Linked DNA regions of Sus scrofa: region 2 is linked to region 1. Evidence: chromatin contacts called from public Hi-C data. All regions are on one chromosome and are shown on one strand. Each heading gives the region's core, a stretch centred on a gene start, on an enhancer-like site or on the middle of the called end of the contact. The rest is flanking DNA. Distances are from core to core; before and after follow the strand shown.

Region 1 (4,703 bases), core at 1,353-3,852:
TCCCTCAAAGATGACTCAAACGCAGGCCTTGTTCACAGTTTTCATATTTCAAAATAACTTTCCATGGAGTTCTCTTTCATCAACTTCGGCTGACCCAATGTCTTATAAAGTCCCTTTCCTTACAGAGAAAGAGCTTCAATTCAAATTTTCCTCCAGGAATGAGAATCCCTAACTCCGTCTCTGCCATGCTACTGTGCCATCTTCATTTGCCCCTCTCTGGAATTTGGCACAGCTTCCAAATTAAAACGTTAAAGGAAAGAAAACAACACACAAGAAAAGAACCATAAAGATCACGATTTGTTTGTTTGTTTTACATTCTTATTAAGGCAGAATTTAGGAAGCAAAGACAACGCTCTAAAATATACCTCCAGGAAATTCTCGGGTCAGGTTAAGGATCCGGCAGTTGTCCAGCTGTGGCGCAGGACAAAGCTGCGGCTCGGGTTCCATCCCCGGCCCAGAACTTTAAGGAAAAAACAAACAAACAAACAAACAAAAAACCCAAGAAACAGAAACAAAGCATGGCCAAGAAGATCAGACTTGGGGTTCCTGGGGGAGGGGGAAGAGGCGGGAGTGGGAAGGATGGGCGTTTGGGGGGTTTTTTGGATGCAAACTGTTATACTTGGAATGGATGGGCCATGGGATCCTACTGTAGGGCACAGGGAACTGTGTGTGATGGGGTCCCTTTGTTATACAACGGAATGTGAAACATTGTAAATCAACTATACTTTAATAATATAAAAAAATAAATTTCAAGACTAAAAAAAGAGGGACATTGTGAGAAAGGTTCCTTGACATGATTGGAGGGAAGGGGACGGGCAGGACCCAAGGAAGAACAAATCTGAGAGAGAATTGGTTCGTTTTAGAATATCATCTAATTACTGTCACTATTACCTCCCCACGTGCAGCAAGGGAATGGAAATACCAAGCTCTCCCGCAAACTTTCCGATACATACACAGACGCTGCTGAAACATAAACGCGTGCACACAAACACATGCAGTGAAACCAGATTTTGGACTTGGGCTCTTGCTTGCCAACGTTTACCCTAGAGCAAATATTTACTGCGGAGTTACAAAGTTTCCCTAAAGGAGGACCAAAATGGAAGCGTTTACATACACCGCAAGTACGTTATAGGCACAGGGGCCACAAGAAAGAAATAGTTTAATAAAAACATTTATGGACTTTGAAAGCAAAACACAATCCAAGAGGCTTCCACATGGGAAAAGAGGATAGTTCAGCCTAACACGTCTTAAAGATCCTTTGGCTGTGTGCAGCTAACACGTCCCAGTTTCCTCTGAGACCCGGGTAATCCGCATTGTAAAACCTTCGCAGGAAACAAATGAAAGAACTATCCACGCTGCCTTTGGAGGCGAGAGCAGGGGTGTGGGTGGCTCTTCTCTTTCATACGCAGATAGAAACTTTCCAGAACTTAGGAAGGTCGTTGCACTGGGACTCTCTAACCTAAACCATCTCCGCCTCCTCTCCCAACCTGAGAATGTCTCTCTCAACTACTTTCTTCTGTATTCTCCCACCCCATCAGCCTCCCCCCACCCCATTCACTATCCCAACATGAACCTGATGTGTGTGTCCTCGCTGTTTCAATGCCTTTTGGCCTTTGCCTCCATTGCTTGCTCGGAGCCTGCGAGCCCACTAAAGTATGCATGGCCTCAGAACCCGAGTTTTGCGTTCAAAGTTAGCGTTAGCGCTTTGCACAGTCACTGCATTTTGCGGGGCCGCTGGGTCTTGAGGGTGTGCCAGCCTGTTCCTCATTAATGCTTTTGTACTTGATTCCCCATGAACCTCGTACAGCATCCAGCGTTGATGACCAAATGGAACCTTAAGAGAAATAGCTCTGCGCCATTTACAAGTCACACAAACAGAAAAAAGAATCAACTCCAAGTTTGACAAACTTTTGGAAAGAGCTCCTAGGGCCTTGAGGCTCTATCCTTGGGCTCTATCGCCCCCTGGTGGCGTCTCCGAAACGAACACGGCTAAGGGCTCAGTCTCTCAAAGGTTCAAGGGTCCCTCCCTTGGCGGCTGGAGCCCCTCTCCGGGACGCCCCGGTGCCAACTCCGGTGTGGGAGAGGGGAAGGAGGAACTATATACTTGGAGGGAAAGGGAACTTCCTCAAACCCATCCAGCCAAAACGGTTCGGGCTTCTCCACTCCAATCAAAACTACATAGGGGGAAAAAATGCAGATCTTAAAACATCCCTTTGATTTTACAGACGAGAAGATGAATCCCAGAGAGATAATGCGACTGGCTTGGGTCCTTGTCTTCTACGGCCTAACCTCTCTACCCCCGGTCGCGCCGCTCTTTGGGGGATGACAGAGTTTGGGGGTTCAAGCCGCGGGAAAGATTGAAGAGTGGGCTTTATTCTGCTAGAGGATTGGTGGGAATGAGCTAACGAGGGGACGAGGGTCGCGACAATGTTGTCGTCGGCCTGAATTGCCTCCGTTGCCGGGGGTGGGGGGGGGGAAACGGTGTGGGGCGGCTTTCAGGCCACCTTGGCCCCTGGTGGGAACGGGCGGCGCCCCCGGACCCCGCAGCGGCCCAGACCGGCCTCCCAGACCCCAGGCAGGCTGGTGGGCGAGACACTAAGCAGGCCCAGCGGGCAGTGCTCGGGGGTTCGGGGAGGGCGGCGTGGGCTGATTGATTGATTCACTGCCTTTAACCCCCGCCGCCGCGCCCGAGGCGGCCGATCCAGCTGCGGCCGCGGGCCTCGGGTGGCCGCGAGCCGGGCCCGGCGCCCCCGGCGTCCTGGAGCCCCCGCCCCGGCTCCGGAGGGCGGCCAGGGGGGTGGGGATTGATTTACAACCGCGCCGGGCCGACTCGAGCGAAATCACTTCGACCGGGGAAACCGACTCCCTAGGCTCAGCCCGGAAGAGGCCCTGAAAGGGGAGAGGAGCGCGGGCAGGGGCGGCGCAGGGGGAAGGGGCCAGGGGCCAGGGAGGACCGCCGGCCTCAACTTCCCGAGCCGGCTGGGCTGCGGGGACAGGCGGCCAAACTGCTTCCTGCCTCCGCCCCCCCCCACCACCTTTTCGCCAGGAACTGAGCTCCAAGGAGAGCTGGGCATCCCTCTCCCCTGGGACCGGTGCCCCGCGCGCCCGCCACGCAGTCCCCGGGCCTTTTCCACGCGGGCCAGCCCAGCACCCGAAAGCTGCGGTCCCGTCGCACGTGGGCGCCAAATTCGCAACTTTGGCCCGGCTTAGACACAGAATTTAGGGAATGGAGCTGCTAGCTCCGGGAGAGCCCCTAGGCCCCACCTCTGCTTAAACACAACTTGCTCCCTTTGCAGCACAGAAAGCAAAAGAGATCAGTGAGACTGTCCTTAGAAACTTAAGGTTCTCTTCCAAATGACCTGAGTTGACATTGCTGTCAACTACCTCTGCCTTTCCCTACCTCTCTCTTAACTACCTAAGAAAAATAAGCGCGCCCTCAATATATTTTTAAAAATTTTTCTTTAGCCTCTGTATGATGCTCTCTGATCGTACTTCGCTTGGGGGACGGGGCGATGTGCAAGTAATGACATAAAATAAACCTATGGTCCAACTTGAACCAACAAATCCGAACTGGTAGTTCTAAAGTAAAATATAATTTTATTCAATTCTCGTACGTTTATGCGGCTGGATGTGATGCGTTTTCCTACCTACAGCTTGTGAAGCTGATCCCTAGAAACGCGAAAGGGTGAAAACGTACAGATTCTCCTCCTGCCGACACTAAGGATGGCGTTAGCTAGGCAATGACCCACAATTAGAATGCCAGGGAAGACGTGAGTTCACGTGGGCACCCTAACCATTACTTTCTGGCCAAACAAAAGTCAGCAAAGCACAAGCAACAAACCAAATGAATCCGCCTTTTTGTAAGGTGATGGCGTAATGGCTATTTTCAGAAATATTTTTTAAAATAAAAATGCCAGCTTAAGACCTATTTTTAACTGTTGACTGTAATTCTAAAATGCAAGATTATAGGGTAGAATGATGGAAAGGAAACTACAATTGTCCCGCTTGTATAAATAAGTGGAGAAAACATGATGTTTCCCATGAAAAGGGCGCCAACTTCTAAATGGGCTTGTTACTTTACTTGGGTATTTTCTCCTTTCTTCCCTTCTCCCCTGTGCAAATACCATGAGCTCTAAGTCTGGCCTTCAAGTATGGGCGACATGAACCCCTCTCTTCCTGTTAAACCCAAACAGAAAAACAGATAAACTCCTAAAGAAGGCATGAGGTGCCGAGGTCTATACTTTATAGGGTCTTATCCCCAAAGCCACCGCCCCGGGTTGGCTAAACAAAGGCGACGCCTCCGACTACAGCGATTTGTGAATGGAAAGTCTTCCCTATCTGTAATCAGTACCCCAAAAAGAATCTTTTTAAAAAGCCACGCTGCTCTAACTGCAGCTCGATCCGACCTCGGCCCCACTGGTCCAACCGAGCTCCGCTCCCGGGAAGACCACTTGCTGAGTTTAGATTCACCTTCGATCTCATTTTAATCCCAAGAAATCCTGCACACAACACTTCTTACCCTTCTTAATAACCTTTTTGCTCCTATACTTTTAACTCGCGTGAAGCTGTGCTTACGGTGCACACTTTGCCTGAAGGAAATGTTTTTGCAAACACTTTCACTGGATGCGTATTTTACTTGCAAACTTTCTTGGGCAAAATCTCAGGAGGTAGTTTCACATTAAAGCAACCAGCAAAGCTTATTT
Region 2 (4,703 bases), core at 1,592-4,091, 230 kb before region 1:
ACCACTGTGAACTCCTAAACCCTCTAGTATAGTTTAAAAAGATAAATTACAACTCTCCGGCAAATCTACAATGAACTCGTGTCTAAGATTTTATTAACTCATTAATTAGCCAACAAGTCGGGTGTTACCACAGGGTCAAAGAATTCGGGAAACCACACATACATGGATTATAAGGAATGCTGAGATGAATTTACACAGAACTGCAAACGGCTCTATCCATATGGCAATGATCTGGTACATTATACCAGACCCAATTACTTTGCTTTTTTACAGGTAGGAATCATTTTCACTATTATCAGTGGTCTACAAATTCAGAATTACAAAGAAACTTAAAAGCAGTGAAAGGTGGATGACCACAATAGTGCATTACACAGGACATGCTGTTACTTGTCTCAACCGTTTAAAGCGTTTCACGGTCATTCCCGGCAATATTATAACACCAGTCCTTTCAGGTCTCTCCCGTCCCTGACACTGTAGATTGGGCAGGAAATACTGAATTCCAGACAGCAGTTCGCACACTGTCTGTTAACAAAGCCTATACCAGGGCTGTCCAGTAGAAATATAATGCAAGCCAAAATGTGGCCAGATATGACATTTTTAGTTTTCTCAAAAGCACTGCAGGGGAGCTGCCACCTTCAAATACCACTTTAAAAAAGAAATCACATACAATTAATTTTAGTGAAATGTTCAAATGAACACGGGCAAAATATTATTGCAACATTAAATCAGATGGAAGAAGTATTGATAAGGTATTTTACAGTCTTTCTCAAATTCTGTCTTCAAACCCAGTGTATGTTCTGCACTTACAGCACATCTTGACTCAGACGAGCCGCATTTCAGATGTTTTACTAGCCACATGCAGCCCGTGGCTACCGTAGCACAGGGCTACATAAATCAAATATTCATGAGCTAGCTACGTTTTGCATTTCTTGAAATATTAATTAAAATATTTAGGTCTGTCCCAGCCCTTCCATGCCCATTCCATTATTTTCAAGGTAGCTGAATTCACAGATTTTCCTCATGTGGGATTGAAGCATGACCAGCGCCCAAGGAAACTAATTTGAAATTTGTCTTGTGTGGCCCCACGAATTTTCTCATCTGCAGTCTGCACCATTGGCTTTTCCACAGGGGACCATTCTTACCCCTGTGATGTGAGAAGGAGACAGCAGTAGCACCCTGGGACATGGCAGGAACCGTAACAGTAGACATCGTGTTGCTTTGTCTGTCACCTGCGTACGACAGCGCCCATCAAAAACATTAACTTTTCCATTTTCATGTCGCCCTTGTGGGGTAAGGCGAGGGGGGACATTTCTCATAATCCCTCTTCACTGCAGAAAGACAAAAGACATTTTCCCCTGGGAGTGTAGGTAGGGTAGCTAAGGTCTAGCCGCTCGGCATCTTGTACATTGCACAGGCCTCCGCTGGGCGCAGAGAGACCCAGCTCAGCGTGCTGCCCCTAGACGGGAAAACGGGCCCTCCCACGGCAGGGCCACCGGAGCGTCGTGCCAGGGGCCACACAACATCCCCAGTGCCAGGCAGGGACTGAGGAAGAAGGAAACCAAGGGCAGCCTCTGCTCTGCTGCTGAGCCAAGGCAGGGAGGGCGCGGTGAACCCCCGTTTAAGCCAGTGTGTTCAGAATCTGTGCATTGATTTACGTGCTTCGTGGGTCCCTTTCTCCACAGGGATTTCTGAGAAAAGGCTGAAAGTCCCAGGGTCAGACAACCCACTAGGATCCCTGATTAAACAACCAACCAACCAAAAGCCACTTTCTTTCAGACAGTTTTGGGGGACACTTGGAATTCTTCTTTTCCTGGTGTAGTTCTGGTGTTTTATATAATTTGAGCTCAGGAAATAAGTCGTACTGCTGTGTGTGTGTGTGTGTGTGTGTGTGTCTGTGTGTGTGTGTGTGTCTGTGTGTGTGAGAGAGACAACAGCTAAAGACTACCCTGAGATCCAACATCTTTCCTCCTCCTCATTTTCTTAGGACCTCAGGGACTTAAATCAGTGCTCCAGAAACCAGTGGCCCCAAATACCAGGCAAATCCTTCATACCCTCTCGTGAACTTTCAGGAGCCATTATGCTCCCCACCCATTCCATCCACTGTTTTGACTCTGGTGGCCACCGTTTGCAGTTGTCACTTCCTCTGTCTGAATGGCACTCTTACCCTGGTGACAGTCACCCCATTCAACTGACAGCGTTGGTCTGTATTTCACATTAGCTGCGCAATAATAACCTATTGAAGGACTAGGCCCTATAGTGTTTGTGTAAGGAGGGGAACCATTAAGAAAAGACTACATTGCTGAATTCAAGAAGGGGGCTATTTCTTTCCTACTATAAACAGAAGTGATTATAAAACCAGAACCCAGAAAGCGTTCCTCGCCCTCCGCGTCGGCGTGAGGGGTTTCGTCTCTGCGAAGGTCTGGGCTCGGAGCGCCGACTTCTCCCGGTTTTTCCTGCATATTCCAGGGAGGGGGTAGAAACCAAAGCGAACAAAGTGCCCCCAAAGGACCCTCTCTTCCTCCAGAAAGCTTCTGTTTTTAATTCTCTGCAGCTTTTAGAACAGTGGCATGGGAAGGTTTCAGCAGTCTGTGGTGGAAGAGAATTCCTGCGTTCTCTAAGGACACCCGCTTTAGATAATCCCCGCTGGCAGCGGGACCTCGGGGCCAGGCTGGGCAAAGGGGTTTTGCTGGCAGTTTCTTTTCGGCACATTCCGTCATCTCAGAGTAACTCAGCAACTGCGTTTCCCCCTCCACGCGGGAGTCGAACGCATGTTTGGAGCGGGTGGCGAAATGTACCTACGTTTCCTTCTGAGGGTCTGTCCCGCTGGTGCTTGGCGCTTTGCGTGGGTGCTCTGCTCGATGTTGCCCCGGGGAGCCCTGAGCTCTCTAGGCGTTCTCCCAATCGCCCTACCTCCAGCCCGCAGGGTGGCGGCAAGTGGCGAGCCCAGCTTTCTTGACAAGTGGGGAAACGGAGCAGATGCATAGAACATGGCAAGTAGTTTTCCCAAAAGCACGACGGGGAATGCGAGCCGCAAAAGTAAACGTTCTTTTGTGGTTCTGTCTGGTTTGTGGCCTCGCGGCTTCTCTCACAAACACACATTGCAGGGTGTCTTCCCACAGGCATCAGATGTGCGTTTGTTGTCCAGCCGCCAAGACATTCGCTGGGCAGACAGTTCTTAAACTTGGCCGCATACGGGTACGCGCGCTCCCAGAAGCCTGCTCTGCTCCCACGTTGGTCTCCTGAGGTTGAAGCAGCCCTGGACACCCCTGAACACAGGGACCACAAGGAAGAGCAGGACTTCTGAGAATTTCCTCTGGTTCATCCCAGGCTGCCTTTGCAGAGCTGACTGTGCACCCGCAGGGCTCCCTTTCAGAAAGGCATATTTAAGGTGACTGGCCGTAGAAAGTACTAGACCCAAATAACCTCTCAGGGTTCTTAAGGACAGGACTTGAAGCTTGGGAAGCAAGCGCCAAATGAGCTGCAGGCGTGAAGGTGACGAGAAGGGCTCCAACGTAGTGGGAGCAAAGCTGCCCAGATTTCAAAGCGAGTTCTACCTCCTAATGTTACAGCCATTAAATCAAGAATTTAATTCTTTAGCCAAAATGCCCTATTTCCTAATAGAGTTCTCACTTGGCAAAAGCTGCTTATAAATATCTCCCACTCTTTCCTCTTCTCTCCAGCTTTCAGAGCGCAACCCAAGGCCATTTTATATTAAATAAAGAACGAAGCAGTAGAAACCAAAAGAACTAATGTGTCTGGGCTCATCTCTTGTCCCATCATTTTATATCAACTTTGAATCCAAGAAAGCCGAATAGTAATTCAGCCATGAACCTGCCGCATACACTGGGGGAGATGTGAAGCATGTGTTTTCAATTCATTTACACTTGACTCATCATAATAGGTTGCTTTTTTTTTTTTTTAGTGCTATTTGATGTTTAAGAAAATACTTCAGCCTTTTAAAATAAGCCTTTTAGAGTTTTCTCCATTCACGGCAGGACACTGCAGAGGGCTGAGAGAACAGGAACTTGAGAGCAGGAAAGTTCAGGGACAGTTCGAAATTCAGAGCCATGAATCTAGAGAAGGTTCAGAAGTTGGCAAAGTGAACCCTCTCGTCCCTACCCACAAATAATAAATAACAACCCCAACAAGGAAAGGGAGAAAGGGGAAAGCCACTGGAAAGCCATAACTTATCCCGTCTCCAGCCTTACAGCTCTCTCAATAAAGCAGAAGTTCTTCGCAGAACCTAGGTTGTGCTGCCTGCAGGGAGCCAAGATCGTCTTCTGTCATAAATTACCTTGCTGGGGATAAGCTTTCCTCCAGGTCCAACAGACAGGCAGCTCTGCAAGACCCATCACCCGGCTCTGTGCTCCTTAAATTATCCTTCATCTGGTTGTGACATCTGAAAAGCTAGAGGGAGAATCATCACCCCCAAATCTGACCTTCCCATACCACTCGGTCTTTTTTTTCAGTAAAGCACGACACCACGGAGATAGACACAAAAACATTCTATTTGCAAACCAAACTAGAGGGGAAAAGAGCTTTCTGTATACTTCTCCAAATAAATAGGACAATGTTTTCAAACTTGTGCACGCTAAAGACTTTTTTTTCGTTGCAAAGTGACCCTAAGTCCTTTTCCCAAACAAAAGAGCCGCAGTGATGCTGATAATCATTAGAGGTGAGGGTGGGAGGGAGCCTTGACTTTT

The links. A called contact is a pair of places that touch in the nucleus more often than the background predicts.
Region 2: a Hi-C map of undifferentiated spermatogonia shows a contact between it and region 1, with 2.2 times the contacts expected there. The contact joins two enhancer-like sites. A contact is called at or near these places in 3 of 47 Hi-C or Micro-C datasets (fetal skeletal muscle, heart right ventricle and undifferentiated spermatogonia) and 1 of 2 datasets of contacts at active chromatin or transcription factors (skeletal muscle).

What each region holds. Positions count from the first base shown.
Region 1 is chr18:46,505,785-46,510,487 of Sscrofa11.1, reverse strand. No RefSeq gene overlaps it. Among named protein-coding and RNA genes, the nearest start is that of MIR148A, 93 kb to the right of the region's middle. Within about 2 kb of position 2,602, at least 24 of the 83 cell types and tissues checked have an H3K27ac peak or open chromatin away from gene starts, as enhancers often do. A contact at or near this core is called in undifferentiated spermatogonia, where this site is marked.
Region 2 is chr18:46,733,954-46,738,656 of Sscrofa11.1, reverse strand. The region is part of intron 3 of LOC102165006 (a long non-coding RNA gene); the gene reads left to right. Among named protein-coding and RNA genes, the nearest start is that of TRNAK-UUU, 320 kb to the left of the region's middle. Within about 2 kb of position 2,841, at least 3 of the 83 cell types and tissues checked have an H3K27ac peak or open chromatin away from gene starts, as enhancers often do. A contact at or near this core is called in undifferentiated spermatogonia, where this site is marked.